Linked DNA regions of Sus scrofa: regions 2 and 3 are each linked to region 1. Evidence: chromatin contacts called from public promoter capture Hi-C data. All regions are on one chromosome and are shown on one strand. The core of a region is the stretch at or near the end of the contact, and the rest is flanking DNA. Distances in the headings are between cores, read along the strand shown. Region 1 holds the start of AKAP11 (A-kinase anchor protein 11). Region 2 holds the start of KBTBD7 (kelch repeat and BTB domain-containing protein 7). Region 3 holds the start of MTRF1 (mitochondrial translation release factor 1).

The links. Promoter capture Hi-C pulls out the DNA fragments that hold promoters and counts their contacts.
Region 2: a contact with region 1 is called in a promoter capture Hi-C map of liver, with 5 times the contacts expected there. The contact joins the promoter of KBTBD7 here to the promoter of AKAP11 in region 1. A contact is called at or near these places in 1 of 5 promoter capture datasets (liver) and 1 of 2 datasets of contacts at active chromatin or transcription factors (alveolar macrophages).
Region 3: a contact with region 1 is called in a promoter capture Hi-C map of liver, with 9 times the contacts expected there. The contact joins the promoter of MTRF1 here to the promoter of AKAP11 in region 1. A contact is called at or near these places in 1 of 5 promoter capture datasets (liver), 1 of 47 Hi-C or Micro-C datasets (liver) and 2 of 2 datasets of contacts at active chromatin or transcription factors (alveolar macrophages and skeletal muscle).

The regions. Positions count from the first base shown.
Region 1 is chr11:24,750,012-24,755,043 of Sscrofa11.1, reverse strand. It overlaps AKAP11 (A-kinase anchor protein 11), which reads left to right and starts at 2,634. Exons shown (of 13, transcript XM_021065623.1): 1 at 2,634-2,851.
Region 2 is chr11:25,640,599-25,645,630 of Sscrofa11.1, reverse strand. It overlaps KBTBD7 (kelch repeat and BTB domain-containing protein 7), which reads right to left and starts at 1,970. Exons shown (of 2, transcript XM_003130995.5): 1 at 1-1,970. The coding sequence starts at 1,614.
Region 3 is chr11:25,601,947-25,606,978 of Sscrofa11.1, reverse strand. It overlaps MTRF1 (mitochondrial translation release factor 1), which reads right to left and starts at 2,910. Exons shown (of 12, transcript NM_001243580.1): 1 at 2,857-2,910; 2 at 2,589-2,762; 3 at 1,178-1,267.

The DNA of each region.
Region 1 (5,032 bases), core at 1,385-3,884:
CCACAGCTCATGGCAACTCTGGATCCTTAACCCACTGAGTGAGGCCAGGGACGAACCAGAGTCCTCATGGATACTAGTCAGGTTCGTTAACTGCTGAGCCATGGCAGGACCTCTGTCTTTCAGCATTTGAAAAGGATGGTCTTAATTTGTTAAAAGAATACCTTTGTCTCCTTCAGCATTTTTTCCTTTCAAGGAGTAACCCTATGATGGTTCTTGAAATCTTATTTTTGTTAAGATCAATGCCCTGGATCTTTTAAACATTTATTTTCTATTTCTGAACTCTTGGTTAGGAACATGTGAATCATTATTTATTAAATACTACGCAGGTTCAAAATAGCTACAGAGAAAGGGAATATGAGATTGAGCAGGTGGCAATGCTTCCGTTTTCACACTCTGAGAAGGCCAGGGTTTCTCAGGGAGGCATTCCTTGTATCTGCATTAATCGGCTGCCTAGTTCCTCATGTGGGGTGTGAGTGTGTGTGTGTGTGTGTGTGTGTGTGTGTGACACATGCTTCCAATTTCGTTTGGCTTGTGCAGCTGACTCTGTTAGGTTTTTATAAAAATTCATTTCATTTCCCTTTCCAGCTTCCCTCTTGCTGGTGTATGCATGCCAAAGTGTAATTCAGGCTTAACTGCTCAGCATGTAGGCTAGTCCAATTGCCTTGTTTTATGTATGAGGAAGCTGACACTCAAGGACGATAAGGTACCTTGATTTGGTTGAGTCATCAGCTAATGAGTTCTTCAGTTGGAACGCAGGTCTCCGATTTCTATTTCTTTTCGTGAAACATCTTCCTTTTTTAGCCCTCAACCTCTTATTTTTCCAAACTTAAATTAGGAATAAATATCTGCATTGAGTATCATTTGATGTTGGTTTTTCTGAGAACTGACTTTTGGACCGAAGAGGTGGTTATCTGGATGTGGTAAAGGGAGGAAAACAATATCAAAGGTGACTTTCCCTTTGGGTCCTTCATTCTCCCATGTGACAAAATTTCCCATTTATTTCTCCTATAATACTTAAACAGCAGTAAATGAAGATGTTTTTAACAAACGGCAGCAAACAGAACCAGGACTCGAAGCTAAGGGATTTTAAGAATAGGAATATTAAGTTCATTGGAAATTAAATTTTTCTTTTTTTGTCTTTTTAGGGCCACACCTGTGGCATATGGAGGTTCCCAGGCTAGGGGTCTAATCGGAGCTGTAGCCACTGGCCTACACCACAGCCACAGCAACGCCAGATCCGAGCCATGTCCGCTGCAGCTGGATCCTTACCCACTGTGCGAGGCCAGGGATTGAACCCTCACCCTCATGGTTCGTAGTCATATTTGTTTCCGCTGAGCCACAACGGGAACTCTGGAAATTAAATTTTCAAGATTCTCTCTTATACAGATTACAAGTCTCCTAAACTCCCTGCTTCCCCTGTGGTCTCCTTAAGATCCATTCTCTGCAGGGAAGAGCTTAAAAAAAAAAAAATTTAAACCATAGTATCTCACCCCTATTTAAAACTCTTCATAGAAAGACAAAAAGACAACAAACAAAACAAACAACTCTCCAGTACTTTTCATCGCACTCAGAATAAACTCCTAATTCCTTTATTGGTTACAAAACCCTCCAGGATGTAACCCATTCTTGTTTACTTCTCTGAGCTTATTTCCTCTTACTTTCTCATACCTCCCCCCTCAAACCCAATTTAGGACCTTTGAATTAGCAGTTTCCTTTGCCTGGAATGCTCTTCCCTCTGATATTTGCACGCCTGTCATGAAACCCCTGCTTATATCTCTCCTTGTCAAAACAATTGCCAGCACGTTATTCACTCTGTTTCCTCTGCATAGAGGAACCAACAGATTATTTCTCTCCCCTCCCCGCCATAAACTCCCTAGAACCTCAATTTATCTGTCTTCGAGGCTGCTCAACTGAGTGCCTGGAATAATACCCAATATATGTAGGCTCTCAACAAAAATTTGTTAAATGAAGAAATGAACAGATGACTGTACCCTTTCTTCCCTGCCCGTCTATCCCAACCAGGGCAAAACTCATCATGAGGATACACTTAAAAATGTCTTTCTCATCTTTCAGGTATTTCCACCCTTGAGGAATAGATGTCTTCGAGGAGACTGCAACTTCGGAGGACTAGCCCTTCCGATTCTACCGTGATTTTACATACTAGCTTTTCATCTAGGTCTTGGTTTTTCTGTGACCAGTGCTTTACACTCCGATTCTGAAATCACGTAACGACATCAGGGTGAGCACTAGGGCCCGGAAATCTCTTGATGCTAATTGTTGAGGTTAGGAAAGGGCTGTAGGCCTGGTGTGCTGTGAGTGGTCCTCCCTAGAGATGCTGGGGAGAAGGGGCGGAGCCACCCAAAGATGCGCCTTTCTTGGGCCGTCAGATCTGGTGGCTGCCGGAATGAGAAGAACCCCGTGAATTAGAAGAAAGCAAAACTAGTCTGGGGAGAAGAAGGAGCCCAGCTGACCCTAGGCGGTAAGACCCAGGGGTCGAAGGAAAGGAATCAGAGCCTCAAACCAAAACTGCTGGGCAAGCCAAGACTTGGCTATTTTGCCAGAGGAAAGGGTTAAACAGTTGCCAAGGTAACGGGCCAGGAAGCGCGCAAGACGTCCGCCGCAGGTTCGTAGGTCAGCCTCGAGTTTAAAGCTCCCCTAGCCGAGCGGATTCTGACCAATGGCGAGGCCGCTGGACGCGGTCACGTGACTCGCGGGGCCGTTCCGCTAGCTGCCCCGGAGCACGTGGAAGGTTTTTCCTGTTGCTTCTTTCCTTCTTTCAAAGCCCACCCACTTTTGCGCGGGCTCGGTCGCGGAGTTCTTCTCGCGAGAAGTGTGCCACCCTCTCGCGAGAGTGAGTGGGAGGCGTGAGGACTAGGAGGTGTTGCGGGCTGGAGCTGCGGCGGCGGCGGCGGAAGCTGGGGGTGGGCAGGCGGGGGCGGGCCGCGGGGCGGGAGGGGGGAGGGCTGGGGGCCGCTGCGGGAGGGGGCGCCCGCCTGCTCGGCAGCTCGCGCGGCTGGTCGTTGCGGGCCGCTGACATGCCTGTGAGCTGCGGAGGCTGCGGCCCCCAGGTGAGCCGGGCGCGGATCCGCCCGCGACGTGAGCGGCGCCGTTGGCTGGGGTGGCGGCGGGGTGTGGGGCCGCTGTGGATGGAGCGGCCCGACTCGGGCTCTGCAGCTCCTCCGCTGCCCGCAGTCCCTGGTCTGACTTGGGGGCTGCCCAGAGCTACGCTTTCGCAGGGTGGTGGGAGGAGGGCGGGAAGAGCAAAGCGGAGGGAGGAAGCCATAGGCACCGGGGCGGGGGCGGGGGGGGGGGTGTCCTCAGGCTCGAGGTTGGGGGGGTCTTCCTGGGGCCCGAGTGTGGCGGCGAAGCTTCAGCCCTCTTGAATGACAAGCTCAGTTTCTATCCCCAGGGTGGTCTGCAGAGCCGGGTCCCGCCGGTGCGTGCTGGTGCGTGTGCTTAGTTTGTGTTCGTGGTGCGCGCACGGGGGCATATGCAGGAGGAGGACGTTGCACTTTGTCCCCGAACAGCATCCTTCACTGTCAGAACCCTTGAGCCCTAGAAACAGGCACAACCCAAATCTTGTGACGGGAGCGGAAAGCGCAAGCAGCTCCTTGGAGTGTTGATACTTGGATTTGCTGTCAAATTTTCTCCTTGGCTGTTTGATGGCTTAAATACTGGCCATCCATATTCCTAATGGATTTGGTATATTCTTGTATCCCAGGCACCTAACCTGCTTTATTAAAAAAAAATGTGGATGTGACCAAAGAATTAAAAGCATTGGCAAAATGACAATGGCAGTACAATCTAAATCTCCGTGATGTGACATGGTGACAGTCCTGTTTACCCTCTCCTCTAAAACCTTATTAAACTGGAGGTGGTTTAACTTAAGATGCTAAGGAAATTTCAGGGTGAGAAATACTGCTGAAACACATATCTAATGGCCTTAGTGCAGACTGGAATTAAAAATTCTGGTTCTCATTTCAGCTTTGTAATTACTCAGTTCCTTGCAAAACTTGTAAGCTTTTCTTAGCTTCTTGTTAGGGATGTTATATTGAATGATACTATTTTTGATATATCTGGGAATAGTCAGAAAATGCACACAGGAATAGGGTACTCAGCCATGCAGAGATGATTTTAATATCTTATGATTTACGAGAAATGGCAGCACAGTTCCTTGCACAATCAGTGTCAGTTAAAATAGTGCCATGAAATGAATCTTTTCAAACACACGTTATGTTTTTCAAGTAGTACTGATTATTCAGACTTTGTTATGGTCCTTCTGGCAGACTTGACCCAAGTGTAGATAGTGAATTTCACTTTGAGTTGTAGCTGTAACAGCAGTTTGAGAGATCAGAGAATGTAAGACAGTCCAAACATGGATTCCCAAGCTGAACTAGTAACCAGTGATTCGTGTCTTGTACCCACGTAGCTGCACTATTAATAAGGGCCTAGTGGTTTACTTCTAGGCTAATGATATTTCCCAGTTGTTGAGAATAGGGGACCTGCCGGAGTCTCTGAACCTCAGTGAGAAATTCTCTCGCTTCTGAACTCCTGGGATAAGTCTTGAAGCTGAAGAAATCTTCCTTTGCCTTTTGAGGCTGGAAGAAGGATCATACATTTAAGGTGTTTTTGTTTTTTGTCTTTTTTTAAATAAAAATGTTTTTTAAAGATTCCAGGAACTTAACTGTTGGAAAAGTAAATCAAACCACATCAGACGATACATTTTAGGTTATTCTTAGGGAAATTTCTAGTTATAAAAAGGCAGTGGAGTTCTGTCTGTACTTGGGGAAACTGGAAAAACTTCAGCAGTGTCTTCTTGGGAATGGACAAAAGAGACCTGTATAGGTTTTAAAAGTTCCTTGTTATTCCATCTTGGCAGACAGATTTTTTTGGCTGGTCTTTTTTTCACCTTTTGGCAAGGGTTTCAAGCTTTTAGGATGCAAATATTTGTTTCATCTTGCCTTTGAAAAGTAATTGAAGTCATTTTGTTTTGGGTAGGATAATTATTTAGATAAGCTGGATTTGTTCTTTG
Region 2 (5,032 bases), core at 721-3,220, 890 kb before region 1:
TCCCCTGGCCGGGTTATACACCTTCATGACGGGGATGTCACAGATACAATAGATCTCATCATTGAAGACACAGGCCTCCTGGAAGTCACTGCGTTTAAGAGAAGCACAGTTCAGCCACATGTTATGGCTGGGATCGTAGCAGAGCATGCGCTTGCTGTTCACAGCATAAAGATAGTTCTGAACCACAATCAGTTCAAAGGAATAGAAGGAATGGGGTACGGGAGCCACTAGGGCCCACTGGTTTCTCTGAACACTGTAGCACTCCACCTCCTTTAATTTAACTCCAGTAACAGGGTCCCGCCCACCCAAAATGTAAATGTAGCCGTTGAGGTAAGCCACATCCATGCCCTCCCGGCAGAGCAGGCGGTCTGCCAGCTGCTGCCAACTATTCTGGGCTGGTTTGTACACCCAGAGGTCTTTCCTGGGCTGGGCGGCCAGATAGATGTCATGGTCGGGAGAGACACAGACAGCTGAGGAGGTGATAGTCTTGGTATGAGCCAAGCTGGTCAAAGGTGATGGCATTGTGTAAATGTCCCCTGAGTATGGGTCATAGCACAGAAAGGGATCTCTGGGATGGCCAAAGAAGATCACCATCTCCTTGGCACACATACCCAGCCTCTGGGGTGGATTTTCTGCTATGGAGACAACAGAATTGCCACTGCTGCTCTCTGGCTTTGGCACCAGAGACTTGTACAACATGTCACCATATCGCATCTGCAGGACCCCTTCCATGAGGTCCAGACAGTACTTCTTCACAATAGGTTTGGTCAACAGCCCTTCCAGGTATTCCCGATCTTTATCCGTGAAGTGTGTCCAGCGGACACACTTGAAGACTTCGGCAGCGCTGGGACCCCGCTCCTTGGGAGCCGCCTCCAACCACTGCACCGCAACGTGACACACTGTCCGCTCACTCTCGATGTCTAGACTATCCAGGCGCAGGACAGCCAGCAGTTGGGCCAGGGTCAGATCGGCCAGAGACTCCTCGCGAATCGAACCCATGCGGCTGAGCTGCTTGAAGTTGTGCGCGATAAAGGACTGGGCCTGCGACCGCAGCTTGTGATGGTCGAAGGCGTCGGCGAACTTGAGGATGGCCGTGCAGTTGGCCAGGTCAAGGCGGCGGGCTAGGAACGACGCACAGGCTTCCCGCACATACTCCAGCTGCAGCATGTCCGAGGCCGCGTAAAGGCGCTGCACGTTGGCCTCACTCAGGGACACGCGACCCGTGTAGCAGTAATCGACCAGCACCTCGAAGGATTCGGCATCTACGTCGTGCATGGTCACGTTCGTCTGATGGCTCTCGTACATGCCGCCGGTGAACATGCTCTTGAAGTAGGGACACGCGGCGGCCAGCACGTTACGGTTGCAGGAAAAAAGGCGACCCGTGCCAGGCCCGCTGCCAGGCGTGACCACCTCGATGGTCACATCACAGAGCAGCCGCGCGTCGTAGAAGGACTTGAGCTGTGCCAACAGGGCTGCGGAATGGGCCGTGTCCTTCAGCTCCTCCGACCCCGTGAAAAAAGCCGAAACCGAAGGCTTGGAAATCCTCTTGGGCCGCCTCCCACCGCGGGGACTGGCGAGGCGGCGAGAGCGCGAAGCTTCTTCCCGGGACTGCATGGTGGAGATGCTGGTAGGGAGCTGAGGGCGAGAACGGGTGCAAAGACCGGGCTCGGGCGCCTCCTCACCCTTCTCTCGCTGACGCTAAGGTTGTGGTGTCTCCGGAGAGACTGCGCGGGGGCCGCGCTTACTTAACTCAGCCCTACACCGCGGTGCCGCCTCCCTTTATAGCGTAGACAGTGCCTGACTCACCCGTTTCCAGTTCCGCGCCCTTTCTCCGCCTCAACTCGCCCTCACAGGACCTACTGGCTGGAACCAAGAGATCCGCCACTGCCGCGCTGGCAATACCGGTAGGCTTCCAGGAGAACTACCACTCCCAGACTGCCTTTCGCGCCTGACGCAGGCGGGGCCCTCCCCACTCGCCCACTTTAGCGGCGGCAGAGAAGGCGCTTTGCATGTTGGGAGTAGTAGTTTGAGTAATATCGCGAGGCTTCCGGGGCAAGACTGCTTCAGGGTTTGAGCGTTTATTCTCCCGGCTCCGACGGCTTGGCATTTTGGCTTTGAAGTCCAGAGTAAGAGCCCAGTTTTAATGTTTATTAACTGTGTAGCTTCCCTCTGAGAACTTTTCCTTCTTTGCAAAATGGGGAGAATAGTCTTTCCTAGGGTCGTGTGAGGATGAAATGAGATAAAAATTGCATAGGACACAGGATGCTTCAATAAATATTTGTGTGTGTGTGTTTTAATTTTTTAATAGTTATTTCCCCAAATATTTGTTGATTAGAACAATTAAGTGCTTACACTCTGTTTAAAATATAAAGATTAATAATTGTCGGCTTTTCTCTTAGAATTTATTAAGAGTGCGACACCCACTTAACTTGAAACCATGAGCAATTACTGCAAAGAAAACATCCAGTGTTTAATGTTGCTACTTCTGGAAGATTCTGAACGTTATTACAATATTTTCAGTACTAAGTGACATATAAATTCATTAGGATGTTGAAGTTCCCGTCGTGGCGCAGTGGTTAACGACTAGGAACCATGAGGTTGCGGGTTCGGTCCCTGCCCTTGCTCAGTGGGTTGACGATCCGGTGTTGCCGTGAGCTGTGGTGCAGGTTGCAGACGCGGCTCGGATCACGTGTTGCTGTGGCTCTGGTGTAGGCTGGTGGTTACAGCTCCGATTAGACCCCTAGCCTGGGAATCTCCATATGCCGCCGGAGCGGCCCAAGAAATAGCAAAAAGACCAAAAAAAAAAAAAAAAAATCATTAGGATGTCTTAGACAAAGATGAGGTCCTAGAGAACAGCATTTATAGATGGCCTTAAATATGAAAATCAGGCATATAAATAGGTTGGCATCTCACCAAATCAACACTTCATTCCGAGGAACAAGGTTATTTTCACAACCTCTTGATATGAGTGTTACTCATACTGTTCTTTCAGTTCCTTTCCACCAATCCTTTGAAGATTTTGGAACTGTCTTTATTAAGGAGTTTTAACGAGAGTTTTAAATTAAAATATTTAAACAAACATACCTTGAATCGTACAAAAGCACAAGATTCAAACAGCTTGGGATTCATATATGCCCTGACATTCCTTGAAGTAATACAGTACAGCCTATGCTTTAAAGAAGTGTTTTATATATGTACTAATCAACATTAGTTAAATATTCAAAATCAAGTGTTTAGAGATTTGTTAGAGAACTTTTATTTAAAACCCAGACCACTCCTGTTGCTAGTTTGTGAAGTGTTACCATAACCTAATGAATGAAATCTTCAATATTATATGAATAGGTGGATAGCGCACAGCAGGAGAATAACTTTTAAAAACTGTTTGGGGGAGTTCCCATCTTGGCTCTGCAGTAAACGAACCCGACTAGTATCCGTGAGGACAAAGTTCGATCCCTTGCCTTGCTCAGTGGGTTAAGATCCCACATTGCTGTGGGCCATGGCATAGACCAGCAGCTACAGCTCCAATTCGACCCCTGACCCGGGAACCTCCATATGCCGCAGGTGTGGCCCCAAAAGACAAACAAAACAAAACAAAAACACCCTAAAAACAACAAAAAACTGTTGTGGTTTCTCTGAATATTGTGTCCAATAATTTCACTCCCAGGCCTTTACCCAAGGGGAATTAAAACATGTCCATAAAAAGACTAGTGCATGTTCATAGTAGATTTATCCATAATAACCAAAATTAGAAATAATCTAGGCGTTCCTGTTGTGGCGAAGCGGAAATGAATCTGACTAGGAACCATGAGGTTGTGGGCTCGATCCCTGGCTTCACTCAGTGGGTTAAGGATCTGGCATTGCCATGTTGCTATGGCTGTGGCAAAGGCTGGTGGTTACAGCTCCAATTCGACCCCTAGCCTGGGAACCTCCATATGCTGTGGGTGCGGCCCTAAAAACCAAAAAAAGAAAGAATCTGAATATATATCGATAGAAATTTAAAAAATTATTAGTAGTATATTATTCTTTTTAGGGCCCCACTTCCAGGCTAGGGGTCAAATCGGAACTACAGCTGCCGGCCACAGCCACAGCCACAGCAACTCAGGGTCCGAGCTGCACCTGCAACCTACATCACAGCTCACACAACGCTAGATTCTTAACACACTGAGCGGCGACAGGGATCAAACCCGAATCCTTAGGGATACTAGTTGGCTTTGTTACCACTGAGCCACAACAGGAACTCCTAAAAAAATTAATTGTGGTATATTCACAGAGTATAATACTACTTGGAGACTAAACAAAACAATCTTTGATACCTGAAGTATTGTAAGAGAACAGGTGTTCTCTTAATGGTGCAGCAGGTTAAGGATCCGGCTTTGTCTCTGCCCTAGCTTGGATTGCTGCTGTGACACAGGTTCAATCCCTGGCCCAGGAAATTCCATATACTGCAGGCACAGCTGGAGAAAGAAAAATTTGGAATAAAAGAAACCAGATATACAGGAGTACATACTGTATGACCATTTATGTGGACTATTTGTGTTTCCAGAACAGTGAAAATAAGCCACGGTGAATAAAAAAAATCATAAAGGCTGCCACTGTTGGTGGAGGGAGAGTTGGCAGATTGCTGGATTAAGTGGAAAGGAACACAAGGAAACTTTCAGGGGTGATGGAAATGTTTCCTCTGCTTTGTGTTTTGTTTTGCCTTTTCTTTAGAGCCAAAGGTGTGGCATATGGATGCTCCGAGGCTAAGGGTGGAATCTGAGTTGCAGCTGCCTGCCTACACCACAGCCACACCAACGCTGGATCCAAGCTGGGTCTGCAGTATACACCACAGTTCACAGCAACACTAATCCTTAACCCCCTGAGCGAGGCCAGGGATTGAACTTGCATCCTCATGGATACTAGTCAGGTTTGTTTCTGCTGTGCCACAACGGGAACTCCCATCAAATTCAATTTTAAATTAACTCTAAGGTTTATTTTATTTTTTTCAATTTTTGGGGGTCTTTTTTTAGGGCTGTACCCAAGACATATGGAG
Region 3 (5,032 bases), core at 1,661-4,160, 850 kb before region 1:
AAGGAAATAGTATTTTTGTGTTGTTTTTTTTGTTTGTTTTTTTTTTTTTTTTTGGTCTTTCTAGGGCTGCACGCAAGGCATATGGAGGTTTCCAGGCTACGGGTCCATTCGGAGCTGTAGCCACCAACCTATGCCAGAGCCACAGCAACGTGGGATCCAAGCCACATCTGTGACCTACTCCACAGCTCATGGCAATGCCGGATACTTAACCCACTGAACAAGGCCAGGGATTGAACCTGCAACCTCATGGTTCTTAGTCAGATTTGTTAACCACTGTGCCATGAAGGGAATTCCAGGAAATAGTATTTTTGTCTAATGCTTTTAGATGTCCAGATGTCCAAGGAAGTCAAGTAACTTCAGCATGATTATTCATTCCAACAGAGACAGAGCTGAGGCAAATGCAGGTTGCCTCTTCAGAGCTCAGTGCTTTTGTTCCCAGCTACGCAATCACTCTTCAATTGCTTCCCTTCTAGCCGAGAAGGAAGAAAACCTTAAACATTAACATACTAAGAAAGTAGAAAATTTGGTTAAAAAAAGTCAATGGACGTTCCCATTGTGGCTCAGTGGGTTAAGAACCAACTAGTATCCACGAGGATGCAGGTTCAATCCCTGGCCCCACTCAGTGGGAATAGGTCGCAAATGCAGCTTGGATCCTATGTTGCTGTGGCATAGGCCTGTAGCTGCAGCTCTGATTCGACCCGTAGCCTAGGGACTTTCATATGGGTGTGACCCTAAAAAGACCAAAAAAAAAAAAAAAAAAAAAAAAGTTCCCGTCGTGGCGCAGTGGTTAACGAATCTGACTAGGAACCATGAGGTTGCGGGTTTTGTCCCTGCCCTTGCTCAGTGGGTTAACGATCTGGCGTTGCCGCGAGCTGTGGTGTAGGTCGCAGATGCGGCTAGGATCCCGTGTTGCTGTGGCTCTGGCATAGGCCGGTGGCTACAGCTCCGATTCGACCCCTAGCCTGGGAACCTCCATATGCCGCGGGAGCAGCCCAAGAAATGGCAAAAACAAAAAAAAAGACAATGATGATAATTAAATGAAAAAAGAATAAAAAACAATATGTTCCCAACAAAGTTTTCAAATTTTTCTAGAGTATATGAAATACACGGGTTTACCCCATTCTAAGTTGAGGAAGACCTTTTTTTTGAAAAAAAGAAAACTAAGAAAGAAACATACCAAAATGTTATGACGATCTCTAGTTGTGGGATTAAGGATACTTTTTGCTTGCTTTCTTTTTTTCTTACTTCTCAGTGTTTTCCAAGTTTCCTACAGGTACAGCACATAACTCTTTTATAATCAGGCAAAAAAAATTACTTAAAAAAATGAAAAGTTACGGGGGATCCTGTTGGCTCAATAAGTTAAGAACTCAACTAGTATCCATGAAGATGCAGGTTCAATCCCTGGCCTCACTCAGTGGGTTAAGGGTCCAGTGTTATTGCAAACTGCGGCGAAGGTTGCAGGTGTGGCTTGGACTTGGCATTGCTGTAGCTGTGGTGTAGGCTGGCAGGTGCAGCTCCAATTCGACCCCAGTCCAGGAACTTCCATACGCAAAAGGTGAGGCCCTAAAAACAATAAAAATGAATACATACATAAATAAAATTACAAGCTATGGTAAGTTCCCTGGTGGCACAGTGGTTAAAGGATCTGACGCTGTCACTTTAAACCATTGGTGCAGCCAAAAAAAAAAAAAAAAAAAAACACTACAGGTTTAGTGAAATTGGCTGTTTTCCTTCCTTTGAACAGATCATTGAAAAAGCTAACAAATGTAGGAGTTCCTGTCATGGCACAGCGGAAACAAATTTGACTAAGAACCATGAGGTTGCAGGTTCGATCCCTGGCCTCACTCAGTGGATTAAGGATCCAGCGTTGCTGTGAGCTGTGGTGTAGGTCACAGATGCAGCTCGGATCCTGCATTGCTATGGCTCTGGTGTAGGCTGGCAGCTACAGCTCTGATTCAACCCCTAGCCTGGGAACCTCCATATGCCCCGGGTGCAGCCCTAAAAAGGACAAAAAGACAGAAAAAAAAAAAAAGCTAACAAATGTACACAATAATTTTACTGAGTATAAAGGGGAAAAGATAAAGTGTTCTAATACTTTGCCCCTAAAATCCTGTGGTTCAAAGGTGCAATAAGGGTCAAAATTGATCAGAACCAACCTTTAATTGTCTACAGTGTTCCATCTATGCTACATGCATTCATATATTAGCTCCTTTGATCATTTTAAGTTTGCTATTTCAGAGAGTATTATTTCCTAGGAAATACACTATTTGGAATGGTCTCTAAAATATCCAGTCTACAGAGTTATACCGACAAAATTTAACATAATCACATTCGTTAATGTCCAACAGCCACAAAGGTTACAGTCCTCCAGCAGGAGTTTCTGTGTCTTCGCACAGTCTCAAAGACATCACAGAAGTGTTTCCATTTGCAAATGGAAAGAACGACGACAATAAAAAGGCAAAAAGATTTTTGTTACAACATTTCTAGCTAAATTTCCATTTTAGGCACAGTTAGTAGAATGAGCAGTTCTCAAGGTCATGAAACTGTGTTAAATAAAACGCAAGATGTTTATTCTCCATTATCTATACCTGAGCATAGCAAGTCTTCTCCATCACCCTCCACAGTAACAAGAGTAAGCTGATACTCTGGAAGGAACGCTCAGCCTCGGCAAGTGGGTAGTGATACTAAGCCCACACGAGAGCAGCACGTGTAAGCCACACCGTGTAACGCGGCATATGGAGTGATCCCATAGAGAAAAAAAGCTGGAGAAAGAAAAAAGACTTTTAGGATCAGAAAAAAGAAGTGAATTGTGAGTACCTTAAAAAACAACAAAAAAAGGACATTAGGTTTCCTTACCGAGGGAACCTTCTGGGATCCACTAGGATTTCAGCCCTATAGACACCTGATCACTTTTACTTCCGGGTTCGCCACTTCCGGCTAAAGGCTTCCAGCCACCTTCTCCTCCGTCTGGGTTTTTCTCGGGAGCAGTAGTTCTTGGGTGTGCATAATAAACTACCAGAAGAAACAAAAGAGAAAAGTGGCAACGCGAGGAAAATTCCCAAGAGGCAACCAAGCCTCGTGCTCATCCGGAGTCGGAGTCCAGAGTGTAGGTTGCGATGGAGAGGGGAGCCGGCGAGCGGCAGCAGCTGTGCCAGAACATTGAAAGAACCGTAACTCCCCAGAGCGCCTCCCTGAGAATTCTGGGAGTTGTAGTTTATTTCCGACAGGGGGCCCCACCCCCAACGCCCTAGGCCGAAGGTGGAGTTTTGGTTTTCAACATTTTAGGCAAGCCCAGAAGAGATTTTCTACAGCTGTGCCTAAGAGATAAGTATATACAAGAATTTCTTTATAGATGGAGTCACTAGAGTAGCGATTCCTAATTTTTTAAAATGAGAATACCTTTTTATCATTGAATACTTCAGAGGTTTTTTCCATTGCTTGAGGAAATACCTAATGACTAATTGAGACTGTGCCTTTGTATTTTTAAAAATCATAACAGGGGAGTTCAGTGGAAACAAATCTGACTAGCATCCATGAGGGTGCAGGTTTGATCCCTGGCCTCCCTCAGTGGGTTAAATAAGGATCTAGTGTTGCTGTGAGCTGTGGTGTAGGTTGCAGATGCAGCTCAGATCCCTTGTGACTGTGGTGTAGGCCAGCAGCTACAGCTCCGATTAGACCCCATCTGGGAACCTCCATGTGCTGCAGGTGTGTCCCTAAAAATAAATAAATAAATAAAATAAACAGTTTCAGGAAAATGCAAATATATTGCCTTACTTTTTTTTTTTGGTCTTTCGTCTTTTTAGGGCTGCACCCACGGCATATGGAGTTTCCCAGGCTAGGGGTCTAATCGGAGCTGTTGCTGATGGCCTCTATACCACAGCCACAACGCTGGATTCGAGCCACGTCTGCAGCCTACACCACAGCTCACTGCAACACCGGATCCTTAACCCACTGAGCAAGGCCAGGGATGGATTGCCTTACTTTGAATATTTAACAGCGATACAGAGCTTGGAGATTGAATTTACAAATCATTGACCTAGTGCCTCAGTATTTCTTCCCGAAAAGCAAAGGCAAATATAATTCTGTATTACTGACTTCACAGCATATTTTCTTATGTTGTGACCAAATATAAAAAAAGGAGAATTCAGGGTTCCCTTGTGGCACAGTGGGCTAAGGAACTGGTGTTGTCACTGCAGCTGCCTGGATCACTCTTGTGGTGTGGGTTTGATCCCTGGCCTGAGAACTTCCACATGCCCCTGGTGCAGCCAAAAAGGGGGGGGGGAATTAGATATAAATGTAAATATCTAATGTTTATTACCTATTTCAAGATACCAACTTCTTTTTTTTTTTTTTTTTTTTTTTTTTTTTGTCTTTTGAGGGCCACACCTGTGGCATGTGGAGGTTCCCAGGCTAGGGGTCTAATCAGAGCAATGGCTGCTGGCCTACACCACAGCCACAGCAACGCGTGAGGGAGGCCAGGGATTGAACCCGCAACCTCATGGTTCCTAGTCGGATTCGTTTCTGCTGCATCATGACGGGAACTCCTCAAGGTATCAACTTCTACCACCTACATATCAGATACTACTGTAAATGGTTTAGGTCTATTAATTAATTTAATCCTTACGACAACCCTAAAATACCCATTTTACAGAAGAGAAAACGAAGGCACAGCGTTAAGGTAACTTGTCCAAGGTAAAAGAGTTACTAAGTGATATTGCTGAGATTCAGTCAAGGCCATCTGTCTTAGTGACCTGTAGCTCTTAAGCTCTGATGTGGCCTTTCTCCTCCAGAAAAAAAAAAAAAAAATTCAGTCATTCATTCAGTAACTGTTGAGTGCCATTAACATTCTCACTGTCCTAGACATGAGAATTTAGCAGAGAATAGAAAAGACAAAAATCTTCACCCTCAGGGAGCCTATATTCTAGTAGGGAACGAAGTCCAAAACCCCATATAAGATGTGCTCCTAAATCATCTAATGAAATCCTTTCATTTTTTCTTTTTCTTTTCTTTTCCCTGCTGTTTTTATTTATTT